Regions from separate parts of the Mus musculus genome. Here region 1 is linked to region 2. The links are chromatin contacts, called in public Hi-C maps. All regions are on one chromosome and are shown on one strand. Each heading gives the region's core, a stretch centred on a gene start, on an enhancer-like site or on the middle of the called end of the contact. The rest is flanking DNA. Distances are from core to core; before and after follow the strand shown.

The links. A called contact is a pair of places that touch in the nucleus more often than the background predicts.
Region 1: a Hi-C map of the N1E-115 cell line shows a contact between it and region 2, with 5 times the contacts expected there. The contact joins the promoter of Trp53i11 here to the enhancer-like site in region 2. A contact is called at or near these places in 4 of 39 promoter capture datasets (the C10 cell line, cranial neural crest and pre-B cells), 2 of 15 datasets of contacts at CTCF or cohesin (embryonic stem cells and thymocytes), 28 of 484 Hi-C or Micro-C datasets (the CH12 cell line, the MPC-11 cell line, the N1E-115 cell line and 15 more), 24 of 115 datasets of contacts at active chromatin or transcription factors (the 230-238 cell line, the SCID.adh cell line, VIP interneurons and 18 more) and 3 of 9 other capture datasets (adipose tissue, liver and pancreatic islet).

Annotation. Positions count from the first base shown.
Region 1 is chr2:93,185,892-93,190,295 of GRCm38.p6, reverse strand. It overlaps Trp53i11 (transformation related protein 53 inducible protein 11), which reads right to left and starts at 2,748. Exons shown (of 8, transcript NM_001025246.2): 1 at 2,549-2,748.
Region 2 is chr2:93,089,432-93,093,418 of GRCm38.p6, reverse strand. No RefSeq gene overlaps it. Among named protein-coding and RNA genes, the nearest start is that of Prdm11, 45 kb to the right of the region's middle. Within about 2 kb of position 1,633, at least 14 of the 459 cell types and tissues checked have an H3K27ac peak or open chromatin away from gene starts, as enhancers often do. A contact at or near this core is called in the N1E-115 cell line and VIP interneurons, where this site is marked.

The DNA of each region.
Region 1 (4,404 bases), core at 1,499-3,998, 96 kb before region 2:
TTTAGACCGACAGACTCAAACACCTGGGCCCCAGTCCCCCCACCCCCTTTACTAAAGCAGTTTCGGAGCAGAACCCCTTCCAGGAATTCATGCCCACGCAAATAGAGTGTTCCAAAGAGGGTAGTATCAGGAGGAAGTGGGGTGAGGCAGAATCAAGGTGACTCTGGGTCATGACCAGCACACTGACCCAGGCAGGCATGAAGAAGCATGAGGGTCTTGGGAGACAGGGGATTTCCAGAGCACTTGGCCTGAGCGGCTGTCCTCCTGTCCCTGTCTACTGTGGCTGTGATAGGGACACAGAGAATGCTACTGGGGATGAGGCCTTCCCACCTGGATTCAGAACAAAATGGCACCCCGTGGCTGCCCCTCCTAACTGGGGGGGGGGGGCTGTAAGATGCTGGTTTACAGATCCTCTCTTAATATCACCTGTGAGATGTGGGGGTCCCCATCCTGTCTCACCAGTGCCTCCTGTCTCTTCCTCACCCCACTCCACAGGATCAGCGCAGTGCTGCGCCTCTGGCTCTTTGCACAGGCTATTCTGCAGGACCCAGAAAGCAGCACTGACCACTCCTTAAAAATGGCCTCAACACCCCAACACTCTCCATGTTCCCCTGACTCTGGCTTTCTTTCTGAGACGGGGTCTTCCTAAATAGTCCAAACTGGTCTGTAATTCAGACTCTTCCTGCCTCAGCCTTCTGGGTATTGAGAAAAAACGCCAAGGCACGGCATGTGGCCCAATCGACTTATGTATTATTTATTTATCTGATCTTGCTTAAGACACAGCACTATCTAGAGTCTTGACAGCTTCCACAGGTGTGCAGGGACCTGTGGGACCCGTGCTGGCCACTGCGACATCACTCTTCTGTGGCTCACTCACTGATACTTGGAGCAGTAAGTGAACACACAGAAAAGCCAAGAATAATTCGTGAAGACCCTGCCCCTAGCCGGCAGCCTCTGTCTCCAGCAGAGGGGGCTGTCACAAGTCCAGGCTGTGAGTTGAGGTGATAGGAGCGGCAGAGGTCCTGGACCCAGAAAAATCAAAGCCAGGAACAGCAAGTGAAGGCAGACATACCTGAGAGTCCAGAAGAAGAGAAGCTAAGGCAGAGGGCACCTAAGACACGAAGGCCAGAGGGGACTCTAGGAGAGCGCTCTGTCTGTACGAAGGTGACAACAGAAACCCGAAGTATATTCTGACTTTCCAAAGATCCTACAGGAAAATAGTATTTTTTTTAGCCTCGGACTGAGCCAGAGGCTGCCACTAAGGGGCGGGTGGTGTTCTTCCGGATTCTTCCAGGAGCCCACCAATCCCGCCGGCGGCAGGTGGCGGCCTTTCTCCAGGAGCCTCCAGACGGGAGACACAGCTGGGTGGGTGTCCCTGCAACCCAGGGACTTCTACACTCTCTCCAGGCCCCATCCAGAAAGTTTTTCTAAAAGAAACGAAACAGGAAGTCCGTGCTGGGGGACTTTGAGGAGGCCTTGGCCGTGTGCTTGTAAAGCTTTGGGTCAAAGTGGGAGTGGGTCCTGGGCCTATCCCTGCTCCTCCACCTCACAGGCAGGAGGAGAAGCCCGCTCCATCCAGGATGCAAGAAGGCGACGAAAGGGGAGCCGAAGCGAGCGGCTGGCCTCGCTGTGCCCCGAGGATGGTGCGCGTAATATTTTCTGCGCACTACACGGGACCCCAATCCATCCTGCGCCAGGCAATGGCGCTACACTTTACAGCTGTCTGCGCGGTTTGGGAGAGAGAGTCGCCCGGGTCCACCTGCAATACCCTCCTGACACCACCACCCCCGACTGGGGTCAGGCCCAAACACTTTTCTGCCCGCTCCTCTCCAGCAGGGACTCAGGAGTGTCGCCGGCTTTGCCCCTTCCCCCTCTGATCTATCTTCATCTCCGCGCCGAGGACACTCCCCCACTTTGTGAAGCGAGAGTCCGCGACTCCTCCAGTCCCCGGCACCCACACAAAAGGTCCGGCCAGACCACTGGACAGCGGGAACCCCTCCACCTTCTCCGCCCGCGTACCCGTGGGGGCGAGGACCCGGAAACTCGCAAGTTTACACCGCGCAATCCTCCCGCCGGGAAACAAAGGCGGGAGGAGGGGGGGCGGTGGCGAGAAAGGGGGAGGGGACCGAGAACCAAGCGCTGAAGACAGAGACCCCGGGATAAAAGAAACTGCTTTACTCTCCGCTCTCACTAGCTCCGAATCAAAGAGATAAAGCCCTGGAGGAGGCCGAGAGCGAAATAAACAGCCCCTGGGGAAGGAGGTGGCGGAGAAGAGAGCTGGGGGAGAAAGGGAAACCGAGTCAGTGCAAGGGGACAAACGAAAAGGACAGAGGACAGTGCCAGTAGGAGCTCAGCGGGGGTCTCGGGCGCCCGCCGCCCCGCAAGTGCCAAGCTGTCCTGGCGCCCGGCTGTCGTTCGCAGGGTGCTCGATGCCCCCAGCGGTCCCTAAGGCCCCCCGGCGTCCCCGGGCTGCGCTGCGCAGGCAGCGGCCAGCGCGGTGGCAACGGCGGTGAAGTGTGAGGCTAGCGGCTGCCGGCAGCAGACTTACGTTCCTGGCGCGCGGGGTGCTGCGCTCGCGGAGCTGGCGTGCCCTGCGGACGCTCCGGCCCGGGGAGTCTCACATCGCGGCGCCGCGCTAGGCAGGCAGGGCAGGGCAGGGCAGGGCAAGCTGGACTCCTGGCGCTGCTGGGCTCGCCCGAGTCTGGCGGCCCGCACTGGTCCCTCCTCTAGTGCCGCGCACAAGCCAATGGCGCGCCGTCCCCTCCCACGCGCTGGGCTGCCTCGCCCCCGAGGTGGCCGGGGCGGGCACAGAGGGGTTGGGGGGGAGACCCAGAGCTGAAACGGAGGGCCTACCGGGAGCCGCCTGCGGAGGGCGCACCCTCGCTTGGCTAGGGGGATCCCCGGACGGGGACAACCTGCCGCTGTGCCACCCAGGACTTTCTCGGAAGTTCTGAAGACAGCGCCCCTTTCTCCCGGACTGCAAACATACCCCTACGGGTTTATGAAACATCCATTCTCAGGCCTAGGCCGGTGTCTAGGGTGGAAGGAAGGCACCTGCTATGACTGTTAGGGTCCCCCACGGGTGAAACAACACGGTTAAAAGCAATTTACAATTCATCGTTTGCTAAACCACTTTCAAAAATAAAACCTTAGCGTTCCCAGCAGTCCAATAGGACTAGTCCCAGTTCACAAAACTTCGAGTCATTAATACATAGCCAAGGCCTTAAGATAATTGGTGAATGAGTGTTCTGTCACCCAGGTCACCCATCTCCCCAGTTTGGTGTGAATCCCAAATGACAAGAACTCTTACCCGCTGAGACTTCTACTGCAGTTGCTGTGCTATGTGCTGCGTGTGGCAAGGTTGGATCTTATCTGTGGCTTCAGAGTATTTGTTGGTGGAAGCAAACAGCTCATGCCAAGAGAGAGTCCCAGGTGAGTCTTGAGAAGTCTCTCAAACTAAAAAGACCAGCACCTACAACCTGTCCCATGCCTGGCTCTGGACTCCCTGAGAAACCCTTTATAGCAGTTGATTTTTGCCCAGGGCCCTGCTTCCTGCTGAAAGAAACCTCTGGATCTTGTCTTCTGGACTGATATAGTAAAGGCTTGAGGGAGGGTGGGGACTGAGAGAAGCAAGGTTGAAGGTAAAGAACTGGGGCAGAGATGGAGAGTAGCTGCCCCTCACTATAACTCAACTAGGTGTGCCTCTGGCTCCAGAGTTAAGTTTTGCTTTTCTGCTCCAGGCTACAGAACTAGAATACCTGGGTTCAAATCCTGGCTCTGTTGTTTAGCTTAGCCCTAGGCAAGCAAGTTTCCTAACCTCTCCAAGTCTTGCCTCCTTACCTACAAAGGGGTGTGACCTTATAGCAGGAAGTACCTTGTGGCTGTTGCTGAGATTCCAGTTACAGCTGCAGGCCATGTTAACCAAACCTGATCATGTGTGAGGTGCTAACATACCAGGTAGGCTCCATGGCCCTCCCAGTGGCTGGGGCTGGACAGGAGGGGCTGTGCCCTTTGCAAGGAAGTAAACAGAAGAGTGTCTGGTGCATAGCAAGTCAGCTCTCAGTGGCTGTTAGCCTCCTGATTACCAAGGCAACTAAACTCCCTTCCCACAGTGCCACCCGCTTTTGCTGAACACCTGGCTAGTGATGACCAGTAATGAATGAATCACTCAGCCGTCATGTCTGTAGCTCTGGATCAGGCCTGCCTGGAGGTGTGTGGAGTGAAGTGCACATCCAAGCCACCTGTCCCTGACCAGGAGCTTCATTGTGGCTTGCTTCAGAGTCTCACCTCAGGACAGTGATGGGATAATGGATTCTTTGTTGCACTATTGGCATGCAGGGCTCTGGGCTGTGTCACTGGAACAGTGTCATCCCTGAGCACCTCCCAGCTTAGAAACACCTCCCA
Region 2 (3,987 bases), core at 384-2,883:
GGGAAAGGCACAGTGTGGGGAGGGTCAGAAGCTGATCAGCCTGTGGCTGCTACAGCCCAAGCAAGTAGAGGCTGGAGCGGGCAGGAAGGAAAACTGAGCCCAGTCCTGGACACAGAGAGGGTCTGTGCCATGGGAGGGGGTGCAGAAGGGAGAAGGGAGGGGAGGAGGGGAAAGGGGGGCTGGATATACTCATCCTGTGAAGTCTAGCTCAAGCCTCTGTTGAGAAGTCCTTGGTAACTTCACCAGGTAGAGCCTTTTCCTCCGGCTGTTCTCTTTGGCTAACTCTTTAATGGGGATTGAATGTTCTGTCCCCTGGGGAAGGGCCCTGAGGCTCAGGAAGTTAAGGAAACTTACTAGACCCAGGAAGCTCAGAAAGTGAACAAGATTCACAAGGCCTCTCCTTAAGGTTATAAGTGCAGTAACTGGGAAGGAGGGACTCTGCATGGGAGCTGCCTATGCACACGTAGGAAGGTCTGGGGATGCAGCTGTTGTGCTTCCCGTGCAAGGATGGGCTCTTTCGTGATGTAGTGCTCACATTTCCTGTAAGAAATCCTAGTGAACTCACTGCTCCACCAAGCTGGTCAAGAATGGATCGAGTCTTTGGCCTGTGGCCCGTTCCCTATATAGAGAGAACTAAAAACTCACACCCTTGCTCCTGGAGCCCTTCAGTCACTGGGGGCCTGCCTGACAAGGAGAATCACAGGGTGCTGGGCGGTGGCTCTGGACTATGCTCTCCTCTTGTCCTTTCTGTTGGCCAGGCTGGTCCAGCTAGGCCCCTTTCTGTGTCCCTGGAATGGGAACATCTCTCTCAATTTTGAGCACAGGTGCTCAGCTTAGGCACCAGGAGAGCTCAGAGTGGGCTGAGTGCCCTGTGGACCTGCCCTGCCCTGTGGACCTATCCTGTGGACCTGCCCTGTGGACTTGTCCTGCCCTGTGGACCTGCCCTATGACCTGCCCTGTGGACCTGTCCTGCCCTGTGGACCTGCCTGAGGACCTGCCCTGTGGACCTGTCCTGCCCTGTGGACCTGCCCTGTGACCTGCCCTGTGGACCTGCTCTATGGACCTACCGTCCTAACTGTTGCTCACGAGCCTGGCTCACTGCCAGGTATGAGAAGCTCAGAAAGCTCTCACCATCTACCCAAGACCAGAGTGGGCTCCAGATCTGCCTGCATGCCTCTCTTCGGATTCCAGCCCCTAGCCCTGCTGACCTGGCTGAAAGCAATCTAGTTTAGGAAGGCCAACTCTCTTCCTAGCCAGGATGGGAGCAGGCTGGAACTTACAGCTCAGAACCAGTGTGATTCAATAGTGTCTGGTTCCAGGCTTAGCAGTGATTTCCTCTGCACATAAAGCAGAGGTGAGAGGATGCTGTCCAGGGCTCATGAGGAGGCTCTTGTCCCTGTGTTTGAGGTGGGGCTGCAGAGAGTGGGCACCAGGGACAGCATGCAGTCAGCAGTCTGAGGCACGGAGAGGCTAATAACACACAATCACAGCGACACCCCATCTGAGGCCAGAGGGTGATTACAGCCCAATTATGCACAGAACAACTAATGACAGCTTGGCTCACAGGATGACAGCCCCCAGTGGGATTCTCAATGCCCCAGGCCCCAGGCCCAGGACTCTGCCAGTCAAGCTGCATCCCACAGTGGGTCCAGGAGGCTCCATTGCCTGCTGTGCTCTGGGGCCAGAGCCTCTGCAGCTGTGGAAACACTGGGAGCTGATGGTTGGAGGAGACCCAAGCTGGGACCTCATCCACTGCTATGCTCCACCAAGCAGCCGCTGCAGAGCCCGTCAGCCAGGCTCCCTGCAGCTCCAGGACCTTTTCTCATACCTAGGCACAGGAGGGGAGGGGAGGGGAGGGGGATAGGACCACCCTGTTTCAAGCAAAAGAGTACATCAGGGAATTTGTTTGGTCTGTGAATGTAACGACCCACAGAACAACCTGACCAGTCTCATTTAGAACAGAAGATAGGAGATGAGAGGTTACGTGATGTCCCCAAAGTCACACAGCTAGAGAGCTGACAGAGCCAGATTCAAACCCAGGCCTGTCTGAGCCGAAACTTAAATTCTCTTCACGGTCCCAGATGATTAGTGTTTTTAAAGACTATGGAGTTCCCTGGGGACCGAGAGGGAAACAAGGTCAAAGTGAATAACCCAACCCTTCCCGCAGGTCAGGTCTCAACCAGCTATGGGGAGGAGTGAGTACTGTGGCCAGAGTTGCCTCTGGCATTGGCACAGGGTGAGAGGCCAGATGTGGAGTTCTTCCATCCTTTCCTCTCAGGGGCAGGCCAGACTGTGTGAGCAGGAGTAGGGTAGACATGAAGAGGTCCTGCTCCTTTGGTTAAGAGGCCTTTTCTACCTTCCTACTGCTGGGTTTGGTGGACAGGGTCTTAGGACCTGTTGATAGGTCCCATTCTGCCGCGCCACACCCCCCCCCACCGACCCCAGCCATCTTCCCCACAGTGTGAGGCCGGTGTGCTCTTAGAAGCCACGCCAGGCTCGAGGCTGCTGGTTTGTCTGAGGTCTCAGAGGACATGGAAGGCTATGAAGACTCTGCATCCTTCCTGCTTGCTGGGGGCAGCTGGGCTGGAGAGAAGGAACTCGTATGCTGGACAGGTAGGATTGTCAAGGAGCAGCCACTTCTCCTACAGCCTGAAGCATTCTAGGAACTCCAGAAGGGAAATCAGGGGTTCAAATAGAGACACTGGGCTAGAAGAAGGCATCTTCTGCAGGGCCCCCTCAGCTCTTCTTCCAGGGAGAAGAGGTAGCAGAAAGTGAGACAAGTCAGTAAGGCTGAGGAAGGGTTCAGGGGACTGAGCTACTGGCCGGGTGTATGATTGGTCTGGGCTGGAAGAGGAAGAAGGTAGGAGGAAGAGAAGTGGGGGCTCTCTGGTTTTGGAAGGAGAGCTAACCTACCTTCCTTCCTTCCTTCCTTCCTTCCTTCCTGTCTTTTTTAGGACAGAGTCTCTGTCTCTGTCTCTGTCTCTGTCTCTGTCTCTGTCTGTCTCTCTCTCTCTCAACAGAGTTTCCTCTGTGTAGCTCAGGCTGTCCTTCAATTTACTCTGTAGACCAAGCTGGTCTCAAATTCAGAATTCTGCTTGCCCCTGCCTCCTGAATGCTAGGGATTAAAGGCATTGGCCACACTACCTGGCTGGAAGAAGTCATTTTAAAAGGACCTCAAGGGGAGACACACTCTCCACCAGTCACTGGATGCTGCTGAGATGCGTATCTGCCAGCAGCCAGGGCTACAGGATGCTGTTGGAACCGTGGACAAAACAAATTGCCTTAGCATTAGGAGGAGGAGCAAAAAGACCAACTGCCACTCTCTAATAGCAAGCTACCCCTCCCTGTTCCAAACATCCTACTCCTGCCTGCCAAGTCCAACAAGTGATGGGGGTATCAGGAGTGTGTCCCGGACCGGAGCAAACAGCTCACCACCAAGCGGCTGGGAGCTGGGACCCAAGATGCGCTTTCCAGAGCTGAGCCAGTAAAATTGGCAGTTTCTTCAGACAACAAGACCACTGTAGCCAGGCAGTGCTTGTAGCACCTTCAGCCAAGGGCTACAGTGTTTACACAACCAAGTGCACAATGTAAAAGCATTCTGTCTCCATTATGCAAATGACCAAATGCTGATTGGAGCAAAACCAACCATGACCCTCCTAGTTATCCCTGGAAAGCCTGGGATTATTAGTTTGAAAATGCGCACCACTTGTGCCTGAAATGCGGGATTTTTGGCCCATAACTGGCTATTCTAGAGTGCTGACTCAAAGTAACACACAGGTTTGCTACAGCACCCTGCCCTGAGGTTTTCCAGGTACCCGTCAGCACTTTCACTTTGTTCAAAGAAAGGAGCAAACTGGGTGTGGTGGTGCATATCTGTAATCACTGCACTCAAGAGGCAGAGCCAGAAGGATCACTGAAAGTTCAACACCAGCCTGGCTGGTAGAGTGAAACTTTGTCTCCAATACAAAAATAGAAAAAGAAAAGGAG